3 separate regions of the Rattus norvegicus genome follow, and regions 1 and 2 are each linked to region 3. A link is a contact called in public Hi-C data. All regions are on one chromosome and are shown on one strand. Each heading gives the region's core, a stretch centred on a gene start, on an enhancer-like site or on the middle of the called end of the contact. The rest is flanking DNA. Distances are from core to core; before and after follow the strand shown. Region 1 has its middle 56 kb from the start of Ptmal4. Region 2 overlaps Irf2 (interferon regulatory factor 2). Region 3 overlaps Irf2 (interferon regulatory factor 2).

What was found. Hi-C and Micro-C count contacts between places; a contact is called where the count stands out from the background.
Region 1: a contact with region 3 is called in a Hi-C map of liver, with 2.8 times the contacts expected there. The contact joins two enhancer-like sites. A contact is called at or near these places in 6 of 12 Hi-C or Micro-C datasets (frontal cortex, hepatocytes, kidney and 2 more).
Region 2: a contact with region 3 is called in a Hi-C map of mammary epithelial cells, with 2.0 times the contacts expected there. The contact joins two enhancer-like sites. A contact is called at or near these places in 2 of 12 Hi-C or Micro-C datasets (kidney and mammary epithelial cells).

Annotation. Positions count from the first base shown.
Region 1 is chr16:52,081,482-52,085,624 of GRCr8, reverse strand. No RefSeq gene overlaps it. Among named protein-coding and RNA genes, the nearest start is that of Ptmal4, 56 kb to the right of the region's middle. Within about 2 kb of position 2,139, at least 11 of the 93 cell types and tissues checked have an H3K27ac peak or open chromatin away from gene starts, as enhancers often do. A contact at or near this core is called in liver, where this site is marked.
Region 2 is chr16:52,253,468-52,257,426 of GRCr8, reverse strand. All of the region lies in intron 1 of Irf2 (interferon regulatory factor 2), which reads left to right. LOC134482504 (a long non-coding RNA gene) reads right to left here. Exons shown (of 2, transcript XR_010058722.1): 2 at 1-3,959. Among named protein-coding and RNA genes, the nearest start is that of Irf2, 27 kb to the left of the region's middle. Within about 2 kb of position 1,671, at least 28 of the 93 cell types and tissues checked have an H3K27ac peak or open chromatin away from gene starts, as enhancers often do.
Region 3 is chr16:52,172,069-52,176,226 of GRCr8, reverse strand. Irf2 (interferon regulatory factor 2) reads left to right here. Exons shown (of 9, transcript NM_001047086.1): 8 at 1,730-1,776; 9 at 2,769-3,280. The coding sequence ends at 3,077. Among named protein-coding and RNA genes, the nearest start is that of Irf2, 110 kb to the left of the region's middle. Within about 2 kb of position 1,731, at least 28 of the 93 cell types and tissues checked have an H3K27ac peak or open chromatin away from gene starts, as enhancers often do. A contact at or near this core is called in liver, where this site is marked.

The DNA of each region.
Region 1 (4,143 bases), core at 890-3,389, 91 kb after region 3:
TGAGTGAGGTTACAAAATACACATGCACATGCATACATGCACACACACAGGCAAACATACTCATACCTCCACTGATTTCTGGTAGATGTGGGTTTGGGCGAGTAATTTGAAAGTATGAATTGATATATGTCTCCTCTATGACCCAATTCCACTTCTCTGATTCTCCCAGAGAAACCTTTAATAAGTGCTGGAGGAAATGAACCAACACAGTACTGTTTATGTTAGCAGAACCAGAAAGCAGCCCAACACTGAGAAATAGGGAAATAGCCCAACAGACTGGTTTGTCCTTATGGGGACCCAGGCGGCAGTTACAGAAAACCATGCAGCACTCTATCCAAGCTCAGCAAGTTCCCCCCAAATATCCTGACTCATAGAAGTTTCTCTAATTAGTATATGTGCACCTCTCCTGGCCTTACAAATAGAACCATCAGTGTATATATTTTATTCAACTACCCCAGGGTGCATCTTTTAAAAGAAGAAACACAAATCTACCTTTACATCTATGACAGCATCAGACTAGGCTGAGGGTGGCTGTGCTGCGGAGTTTTCTGTCAATTTGATGGAAATTAGAATTATTTTGGAAGGGGGAAGTTTAACTGAGAATATGCCCCCACTAGATTGGCCTGTGGTTCCTCTTCCTGATAGGTTATTGATGTGGAATGGTCCAGATCACTGTGAGCAGTGCCAGCCCCAGGCAGAGATCGTGTGTTCTACAAGAAAGCAGGCTGAGCAAGCCATAGAGAGCAAGCCAGTAAGCAACACCCCCCATGACCTCTGCATCAGCCCTTGCCTCTAGATTCCTGCTGTTTGTTGGGTTCCTGGCCTGACTTCTATCAGGAATGAACTATGATCTGGCTCTGTAAGCCAAAATAAACCCCTTTTGGCCTGTTACTTTTGGTTATGGTGTTACATCACAACAATAAAGATCTTAGCTAAGACAATGGCTATCGGAGATGCTGGTATTACCTACTGTATATTAGCAATGAAAATGATGATGGCATAATTTATAATGTACACAATTTGGAAGGATATTTTTAAAAAGATTGTGCTATACGAGTGTTTATCAATGTGTTAATTGGTGCCATGAAAATTTAAAAAATGACCACAATTGTTCAATATCAAGAAATTAGTTAAATGTATTAAGGGGATCTCACGATTAATAAAAACATACTAAATAATGCAGAGAAAATGTTCACAGCAGCTGCAAAGGGACATGGGCAGATTACTGAACAACGGTTACATTGTTTACACATTCAACTCCCCAGCAGGTGTCAGGGTCCAAAGTCCAGGTATTTGAGTGGAACACCTTTTGAAAGGTCCAATATCACTGTCTGGAGTATCGTTGATGTAAATAATGATCCCATGAGATATCAAAATATCTGAGATTCAGAAGAACTGCAGGAAAGGACCCTGGTTCAAGGACAGAAGTGTTGGGACCCAGAAAAAAAAATAGATCCTCATGCAGGCAACTTTGGGGGTGGAGCAATGAGAGGTGTCTGTGAAGTTCCATTATCTGTCTACAAATCAGAGTCACCCAAGAGGAGCAAAGTCACCTTGAAACTTACTCAAGTTTCACCAGCCAAAGAGCAATCAACTTTTCACGAGGCAGAAGCAAACTTCCGAATCATGGCTACTCTTTCTGAGGAACTCTTGCCATTTGTGGTTCTCCAGGCTTGCTCTCTCCTTAAAACTCAGAGAACCTCTAAATTTGCCCCCAGCTTCCTCCTTCTTGCCTCTCAGTACGAAGAAGCTATTTAAGCCTTGCCCATTTGGCCCCTCGTTTGGGTTTTAAATTTTGGCAATGGCTCTCATGCTTGTGGATGTAATGTTCGTCATGATTTTTCTCTCAGCTAACCCTGCAGTATAAGCAATATCAACTTCTCAATTCTACTTGTTTTCATGGCTTGGAAATTCAATATTCGCAAATAGCTGTGAGCTAAAGTCTTGGTCGTCAGCCTCTGATACTTTTGGGAGATAATAGAATCATTAAGGGATGGGGCCTAGTGAAAACAAGTCAGGCTGTTATGTCCTTAAGGGGGACAACGTTTTCTTCTGTCTCTTTGCTCCTCAGCTCTTATGAGGTGAATCCCACTCCAGCTTCTGCCATTTGCTTCCGACTCCATATCCCCCGTCATCATAGAACCAATGTGTGTCATCAACTTGTAAGGGAAGGGGAAGTGAAACCACCAAAATTAGACAGCTCTGTGGGTAAGGGAAACAGTTTATTCAACCACTATCTCTTGGATTTCAGAGAAAACAGCATGGGTATTGGGAGAGTCCTGCCAAATATAAGGAGACGGGTTGCAGCGCACGGAGGGTGGGTTAGCTGGAGCACCTCAGGAGCCAGCATGAGTCTCTGATCCTCTGGGGACCTGTTTAAGTTAGTAGAGAACTCAATGCACTCTCTGGAGACTGGAGGGGCATACAAGGAAGTAATGGCTCTCATGGCAAACAGAAACCCGTTTTACAAGATTTCTAAGGAATGCTAAGTGTTGACCTGGTCCAAGTTATCCTAAGCTGAATCCAGATTGTCATTTGGGGGAGTTGGGACCTGACACAAATGTACACTAAAACCTCTGAAAGTGTTAGTCACATAAACCTGTTTTTTAAGTTGATTTATCTCAGATATTCTATCACAGAAGCGGGTCATGAAGCATCTCCCCACGAGGCAGAGGGTCAGTAGCACTTTAGGAGAAAATCCCATCCTAACGTCGTCTTCCTGTGGATCCTTTGGGAATGATAAGCCCAGGTCCAAAATGGAATTGACTCAAGGATCCACAGCGTGTATCCTCCTTCAGGAGGTTCCCGTTAGTGTAGAAGTATCTGGTCTTGCCACCGCTTGAACAGAGACTTGGTGAGGTCCAAGACAGTGGCTTTTCACTTCTTTCCCCACTAGAGGGCAGAGTTCACGACTGCACCCGAATCTCTGGGGTGGGTAGTCAAATTCTTCCCAGCCACCTATCCCTTCCCACAGTGCAAGGCAAAACCCAGTACCACTTTGGAAGCAAGGTAAGGTTAGTCTATACCTTTGTCTTGCCCATATCAAGAAACCAGCCATGTATATTAAACCCCATGAAAGATTATACCAAAAAAAAAAAAAAAAAAAAAAAAGTGAACCCTTGAAAGCCAAGGAAGAATGTTAGAAAATTAAGCAGCCGGTGCATTTAGTGGGGGGTGGGAGTGGGGATTCCTATAGGCAGGATGGATTCAACATTGTGGGAACGGAACAGGAAATGGAGAGGGAGCGCGCAGAAGAATGGGGTGGGAGGGAAGAAAGGGGCGCTATGGTTCTGTGTTTATAAAAGACAAAGGTGTCCATTGCTGGGAGGGGGAGAGCAGTTGTTTTCTCCCTTCATAGGCACAGGTGCTTGGGTGACATGAACCCTTTCTATACCAGGGAGAGGGGGACCTCGCCAAGCTGACTGGGCTTGGTGTAAACCCAGGTGAGAAATGACGGACATCCCAGGCACTAAGCAGTTGTGGCTTAGAAAAAAGGCAATAAAGCAACAAACGCAAACACGCCTGCGTGCCTAGTATGTTTAGAGGGGGGACAGAGGAGTAGAGGAGTTGGAAGTGGAAGAGATGGCAGAGAGGAGGAGGAGAGGGAGGGGGAGAAGGAGAAGGGGGAGGGAAAATGGGAAGGGTTGGGGGAGGTGGGAGAGGAGGAGGGGGAGGAGGAAGAGGAAATGGGAAGAAATAACAGACATTTCAGTCGCTGGGAGAGAACATAGGGTGCCTGGGTGATTCTAGAACCCCTAACCTGTCAACTAGCCTACTTTCCTTTTTCCTTCATTTTTTTCTCAATTGTGTATGTTTACACGCTGTGGTCCTCACACCCGTTGGCACCAAGCACTTACTACAATAAGGATGGGCCACAGTAAGTTCCTGAAGAGCAGGTCCTAGCATGGGCTAGAAAGACGTTCCTGGAGAGGCAGGTGGCTGTGAGGCAACCTGTTTGCCCAGAGTGCCAAACCCCTGTCCCAGACCGCACCCAGGGCCCTCCCCATCCCCGTGGGACCCCGTGGGACCTGCCACCAGCTTAGCGATGTCTCTCTCACACACAATTCCAGTTCGCTGTTCTGCCTTCGAATCTGAAAACACACTTCAGAGCTTTTCTGGGTGATCTGTTCACGGATTTTCTTA
Region 2 (3,959 bases), core at 422-2,921, 81 kb before region 3:
ACGAAGGTCTGTCAGCATTCTGCAGCTTGCTGAACTGTGGCGCACAGGTTAGCAATACGCTCTGTGGCTGAACTGTGGTGCAAACCTTAGGTGTGACAACAGAGCATTTTCAGCTCTCTGGACTCATTGGGGTGCAGCCTCCCTGAGAGCTGAAGAGCATCTTGCTATTTTTCGGGTGTGCATGAAGTCAAAGCAGTCCTATCTGGGCTTGTGGATGCCAAAACACCTTCATCTCAGAAGGGAAAGAGAGGTCTCGAGTGCCCGCCTTTCAACTCCTTTCAACAAGAAACTGTGTTTCAGACCTCGTTTTCTGTCTCCTGTTCTGTAAACTCTGAATGTTCGGAGGAGATGCTGATTCTGGGAAAATTAGGGTCTCTTTCTCCTCATTTTTCATGTGGAGAAACTATGTGAGAAGGCAGCAGAGCATGAACCCATATGCTTGGAAGTCTGGCCGTGGTTCTTGCTTTGCCCAAACTGATGTCATCCAGTGCTGGGTCTGGGGGCCAAGCACACGTGCTTCCCCCAGCATGGCTTTAACGTTCCCCAAAGCCAGGTATAGAATCGTTCTAGAAAACAATTATTTTAAAAACTGATGGAATAAAATAAAAAAGTTATAATTTAGTTGTATCTGGACAATAATTTATTTTGTCCAATGCCACACAGCTTTGTTTGTTTGTTTTTAAAAACCTCTTTAGGTCTGCAAAATTATTTACATTTGTATCTGCAACAAATTCAATGATAGATTTTTTTTTTAAAAAAGAAAACAGGTTTCTCTCACGACTAAATTACTTGAGAAACATCCTTGGAAATGACATCACTGAGCTTCATAGGACCATTTAAAACTTTTTTTGCTTATTGCCGAGTTTCCATCTGGAAAATTTGTACCTATTTTTATAATCCATAATACATGTGAGATGTAAAGTATTTTAATATCCCCCCGTGTGTGTGTGTGTGTGTGTGTGTGTGTGTGTGTGTGTGTGTGTGTGTGTTTAGACCAGAGGACAATCTTAGTATCATTGTTCAGGTGCCCTACAACATAATTTTAAGGATTTGTTTATTTTTATTGTACGTATATAAGTGTTTGACTGTGTGCATGCATGGGAACCATGTGTGCACAGTGCCCATGGAGATCAGAGGTGGCACCGGATAACCTAGAATTAGAGTTATAGACAGTTGTGACTTGCCACATGGGTTCTAAGAACCAAATCTAAGTTCAGAGGTGTCCTTAATCTCGGAACCCTTACCCCAGAAAAGAGGCTTCCCTGACTGGGAAAGAATTTGGATTTTGAGACAGGGTCTCTCATTGGCTGGCTCCTTCATTAGGCTAGACTAAGTAGCCAGCAAGCCCAGGTATCCTCTTGTGTGTTTTCCAATGTGTGCACATGCATGTGTGTGCGTACAAACAAACACACACACACACACACACACACACACACACACACACACACACACACGGAAAAATACATTGCAAACAAAACAAAGCAAACCAAAACCAAAACCAAAACGAAAAAATTCAGCAAACCTCTGGTTGTAGGGAAATTATAACTTGGAAAGCGATCTTTTGGAAAGAGTGGAAAATCACTTTGAAGAGCAAGTCCCTGGTCAGTGTTTCAAAACTCCCTCTTTTCTGCCAGCCACCAGGACACAAAAGGCAGGGGACAGTGCTATGGCTTCCTTCCAGGTCTTGCCTGCTTCACCCTGGAAGCTCAAATGGACAGGATGAGTGTTGGGTCCCTCTTGGCTCACCTCCTGGCTCACCCTGTTTTCTAGATGGACACTGCAGAGGGCACGGTGGGATTCAGGCTTTAAAGCCAAGCTCCCTTTGCTGCTGGATTCGTTGTTATGGATTGGAAAACAAAAGTTTGTTTTTATCTGCACAACCCTGGGGTTATGTGAGGTTACAAGACTTCCTCTTTTAGAAAAAGTCCCAGACAGCTCGCCTATCTTCTCGTTCTATCTGTGTTTGTGGGTGATTGCAGTTTTCATTGTCCTTCCTTCAAGCTAAACAAAGCGAATGTGTTGCACCCAATGAACAATGTGGCATTCCTTCTGTGTGACACATGGGCTCGGGAAGATGATAGAGTTCAGGTACCAGACCCAGGGAGAGCATTGCCAGAGAGCTCCCTAACCCAACCTTTATGTTTGAGGGCCCAAAGGGCACAAGTAGTGAAAGTTTGTCCCCTGGGGATTTCCTGTTAGCAATGCTACCTCTGAAGGCTGAAGATCAGTTTTGGTTACCCAGCAACTATGCTAATGGAACTCAGGTGTTTGAGCATCTGGTGTGACACAGACTGAGGCACAGTCAGAATCTTCTGTGAATCAAGGTGGCAATGGTAGGGACCTCACAGGGTGACATCAGTGAGAAACCATGCTGAGTTGAATGGCAGATATGCAGTCTCTGGTCACTGCTGTCATGACCATCCCCTGGCCCACGGTCACCTGAGGAATGTGGAAAGCATGTTTTTGAAGAAAGTTTTAAACTTTTTTATATACATATATGCAGTTCAATTTAGGCATAATTAAGTGTTGGGCCTGTTCAGAAGGAGTCTTGGGGACCCTTCCCCTCCACTCTCTTCAGTGTTACTGTTTTTGTTCCGTCCTTAGTGGTGTGTGCTCAGGCCTGCCACACAACACAAGTGCTTTTGAGGTCTCCAGTCCTCACATCACTGCGACGTCCTTTTCCTTTCAATCAGAATTGAGTGAGAAAAGTCATATGGCCAGTAGGCTTTCCAGGAATTTTAAGAAATGCTTTAAATCTTACCCATCCCATTACCCATGTTTAGTTTTATCATAGGGGTGAGGCTTATCCCAGCAGAAGCACAGATCCCAGTTTGCATATGGATATGGACCTTGTCCCAATAAATACAGAAACAAACAATAAACTCAATCTAATTCGTCAGACATAGCACCCAATATATAATAAATTGCCTTTAGAATAACTTTTGGAATAAAACATTTATACTTACTTATTTGCTTGTTGTGTGCATGTCTGTGTGTGTGAGTGTGTGTGAGCGTGTGTGTGTCTGTGTGTGTGTGTGTGTGTGTGTGTGTGTGTGTGTGTGTATGTGTGGTGGTTTGAATAAGCATGATCCCCATAGACTCACATCTTTGAATGCTTGGCCCAGGGGGAGTAGCGCTATTAGGAGGTGTGGATTTGTTGGATCAAATGTGTCACTGTGGGGGCAGGCTCTTATGCTCAAACTCCACCCAATGTGGAATCCAGTCTCCTCCTGGCTTTCTTTGGATCAAGACGCAGAACTTTCAGCTCCCCCAGCACCATGTCTGCCTGAACAGTGCCAGGCTTCCTGCCTTAGGATAATGAACTAAACCTCTGAACTGTAAGCCAGCCTCAATTAAATATTAGTTTTATAAGAGTTGCTGTGGTCACGGTGTCTCTTCACAGCAGTAGAACACCAACTAAGACAGTGTGCCCTGGTGTGAGTGTGGAGATCAGAGCACGGCTTTCCAGAGACTGTTCTCTCCCTCACAATGTGGGTTATAGGAATTAAACTTGGCCCGTTAGCCTTGGCAGTGAGTGCCTTAACTTGCCGAGCCATCTTGCTGGCCCCAAATACGTATTAAAGCTCACAGGAGAACAAACAAGGGCACAGCAAATGTCATTATAAAGAAGCTTTAGGACATTTTTGAAGCTTGTTTAATTCTTATTTTATAAACAAACATTTCATGCATTAGGTTAATAAAAGAGGGTACTTTTATTCACATGACTAGGAAAACCTTGTTCAAAGGAAGTGATCATTTAAATGGTTACTTCTGATTCAATTTTGTAAAAATATTCAGGAAACAGATTTTCCTACTTTCTAATAGGGACAGAGTTTGCATTAAGTTCTTGTATATTAGAATTAAAAATGCAATTATTCATTAAATTAAGCCTAGTATATTTTAATATATATGTATATATAGTATACATATATATATACATATATATATATATATATATA
Region 3 (4,158 bases), core at 482-2,981:
GGTGGAGGGACAAAAGTTGATTTTTGGTCAGCCTGGGCAATCTCCCAGGCCTGTCTGAAGTCTCTGAAGAACCGTGGCTCGGGCTGATGCAAATCCCTTCCTGGAGGAGACGTTTGGATCTGAAGTGCTTGCTGCCTGTCTCAGAAATGCACTGGGGGGGGGGGGGGACCAGTTTGTCCCTTTGTTCTTCAATTTGCTATATGCAGAGAGCCTGGTCCCTGGGCTGTGCTCTGAATGAAGGAGAACATATTGCCAGATGAGAGCAGCTGTTTTCTGATTTAGGATCCTGGTAAGGATGAACAAGACCTATATATACAGGCTCCAAGTAGAGTCTAGTCATAGATCTTCACAAATGCCCAGCTCTTGTCAGCAAAATAAATGAAATGGCAAAATGACCCACAAAAGTCTGCGAATTTTAGATGTTCTACCCTCTATGCATTAATTTTTGCAATGTCGTTAAACATCAGGAAAAAAACCCGTTCAGTATCATTTATTTTTTAATTTATAAAACAACATACAGATGATGCGCGATCGCCAGTTACTGAATTAGACTCTGTTGAATCCAGCCCAACACGCAAACTCAGTGTTAAAAAGCAATCACATCACAGGCACTGTATGTCAGCTCTGTGGTGGGCCTTTCAAAACCCCCAAACGCTCTGTCCCTCATCCTCCAATCCTCACTGAAGGTGACAGGTAACTGTAGCTCACTGTGGTTAAGAACTGCTCTCCGTGCCTCATAGCTGGCAGGTCCAATCGGGTTTATATTATCTCTTGCTCTGGAACAGTATGGCCATAAACATAATATTCCCACAGTAAAAACTCAGTTTCTGGGTTGGGGATCCAGGTATGGCTTAGCTGGGTCCTTTGCAGCAGAGCCTTGCTAACCTGTCACCAAGCTTTGGCTAATGCTGCAACCCATCTGAGATTCAACTGTTGAGCCAGTAGCTTCCCGAGGCATTGGCCAGAACTGAATTCCTTGCAAGTGGGGAAGAGCAGAGATTCCCAGTTTCTTGCCAGCTTTTACCTGGAAGCAGCCCTTACTTAAATTTGCTGTGCGGGCCTTCCTAACACTGCGGGCAAGCAAGAGAGTGCCCATAAAAGACAGGCTGAGTCTTCCACGACGATGTGAGCATGCTCAGAGAATAGTTACATCGTTGATGTGTTCCGTTGGCTAAAAGCAAGTCATAGCTCCTAACGGTACTGAGGAGGACAGGTCCCAAAGACAGTAAACACTCAGTGAAGATCTTGGGGCATCTGCAACATGGCCACCTGCTATAACTCCAGTGGAAACTGGATCTCTATAAATCTAAGGGGAAGATGCTAACAATAGGCGGGAACAAAGAGAGATTCAGAAAGCTTCTTGGAAATTTCACCGGGTCTGGACCTCCTGTGACAAGAGACATGGACTAGAAGGAAGGATGGTATGGTGTTGTGGATGGAGCTTCAGTCGGGAGGGGTTGCCTTGGGAACAGCATCCACCCTGTGGCAGCTTAGTTTTGGAAAGTGAGCCTCCCCCACTCTACCCCAAATCCCGCTAGTCTTAGGGGACCAAGCTGAGAATTGAAATCCTCTCCAGCCTGTCCCATTTGGATGTGTTTGACCTTACAAAGAGGAGGGAGAGGGTATGTGCAGTTTCTTATTTCTGAAGTGCTGGCATAGGTTTTTAAGATGCTTCCTGTGGCCTCAAAATAGCTTGAGCAACAAGCCTCTCTGTGTGTTTTCTATACAGAAAGCGAAACTACCGACAGTGTGCCCAGCGATGAGGAGAACGCAGAGGTAAGCATGCTTTCGGTTGTCTCTTGCTTTAAAGCGTGGGTTTTAGTTTTGGGTGTGTGTGGTGGGGGGAGGGGCAGAGACAGAAAGAATGGGAGACGTGGAGACAAGACAGAAAGGTCCAAATCCTACAATTTACCTTAGCTTTTTATTCTGATCCTAACATGTAGTGCTGAGGAAGGGAAGTACAATGTGACCCTCAGAGAGAGATGGATATAACACGGCAGGAAGAGGAAATTGAAGTCAGGGCCAGGAAATGTTGATATTCTTACGGCTGTAAACATCCTGACTTGCCAACAGGAGTAAAGTGGCCTGCCCAGCCCAGAGCAGTGAACAGAAGTAAGCATCAGAAAGAGCTGAGCAAAATGATCTCCACACAGCTCAGCCCCTCCTCAGTGGTCCCACACAGAGGGTGTGTGCCCAGTCTCTGCTCCCCACCAACCTGCTTCCGGCTTCCCTCTGTAGGCCAGGCTCTCACAGCGGCAGGAAGTGGCTCTAATGGGGAGAGAAAGGGGGTTGGACCAGAAGCCGATGTTTGTTAGAATTCCTAATATTCCAAGTTTGGGAATTCTGAGACGAGCGTGGGCAACTGTGCTGGCATATTTGATGATCTGATTTCTTCAAGGACCTTAATTCCTTCTCTACTTGGCAACTAGCAAGGCCAATTGTGGCTCAAAAAAACAAAACAAAACCAAACAAACAAACAAACAAACAAAAAAACCAAGCCCATGTCTCCACTACAATCATTTAAAAAGCAATCACAGGGCATTTGCTGTCTGCTTAGGTTGGGCCCTCCATTATGGCTGGACAGCCTGGGCACAGGAGCCAGAAGACAGCCAAGCTGCCACCATGTTCCGTGTCTCTGTAGAATAGTCAGCCAGATTTCTGGGGCATAGCGCATGGGGACTTCGTTTGAAAAGTAAGACATTCGATTGGACATGTGATATTCAGTGGAAGGGAAAGGATGCATGTATCTCGATTGTTTTCTCTGAAAGGGGAGACCACACTGGCGGAAGAGGAACATCGAAGGCAAGCAGTACCTCAGCAACATGGGGACACGTAACAACTGTCTGCTGCCTAGCATGGCGACCTTTGTCACTTCCAGCAAACCAGATCTGCAGGTCACCATCAAAGAGGAGAGCTGTCCAATGCCTTACAACAGCTCCTGGCCGCCGTTTACAGACATCTCCCTTCCTGCCCCAGTGACCCCCACGCCCAGCAGCAGTCGGCCGGACCGGGAGGCCCGGGCCAGTGTCATCAAGAAGACATCTGATATCACCCAGGCCCGTGTCAAGAGCTGCTAAGCCTTTGGCTCTCCCTGGTGGTTGTTGGAATTTCTTAGCTTTGTGTTGTTATTTGTTTGTATTTTATTTTTTCTCTATGATACCTATCTTAGACAAATCTAAGGGAAAAAGCCTTGACAATAGAATATTGATTGCTGTGTCCGACTCCAGAGCTGGAGTTTCTTCTTAACTCAGGACTCCAGCCCCCCCTCGGTAGATGCATATCTCTAGAAACTGCTGGATCTGCCAGGGCTACTCCCTCAAGTTCAAGGACCAACAGCCACACAGGCAGTGGAGGTGCTGCATTGCCTACGGTCAAGGCCAGCATGGTGGAGTGGATGCCTCAGAACGGAGGAGAAAATGTGAACTAGCTGGAATTTTTTTATTCTTGTGAATATGTACATAGGGCAGTACGAGCAACGTTGCAGTCTGCTTCTGCACCTTATCTTGAAGCACTTACAGTAGGCCTTCTTGTAATCTCGCTCCCCTTCACAGCACACTTGGCGGCCCCTTCTGTGTCCATCACCCCACTACCCAGCCCTCCCTCCTCAACCCCTCCATCCCAGCCCTCTGTGTACCCCTCCCTCCCCAACCAGTTTTATACCACCCCTATACTCAACCCTCTCTCCCCAACCCATCCTGTCACAACCCACTACCCACCTTTTCCTTCCCAACCCCTTCTGTCCCACCCCACCACCTACCCCTTTCCTCCTCAACTCCTCCACCCTAACCCATTAACTGCCTGTCCCTCCTCAACCCAGCCTACCCCAGCCCACCCTGTCCCTTCTCTCCATTTCTTCTCCTCAAAGGCAAGGTTCTACATCTTGGAGGAGGAAGAGGAGGAAGAAGAGGAGGAGGAGGAGGAAGAGGAGGAGGAGGAGGAAATGAATTTCTTCACAGCTGTCCCATTTTAAGACTGCTTGAATAAAAAAAAATCTTTCTAATCTGCTATGCTTGAATGCCACGCGGTACAAAGGAAAACTGTCATGGAAATATTATGCAAATTCCCAGATCTGAAGACGAAAATACTCTAATTCTAACCAGAGCAAGCTTTTTTATTTTTTTATACAAGGGGGATATTTTATTCAAGGTAAAAATTCTA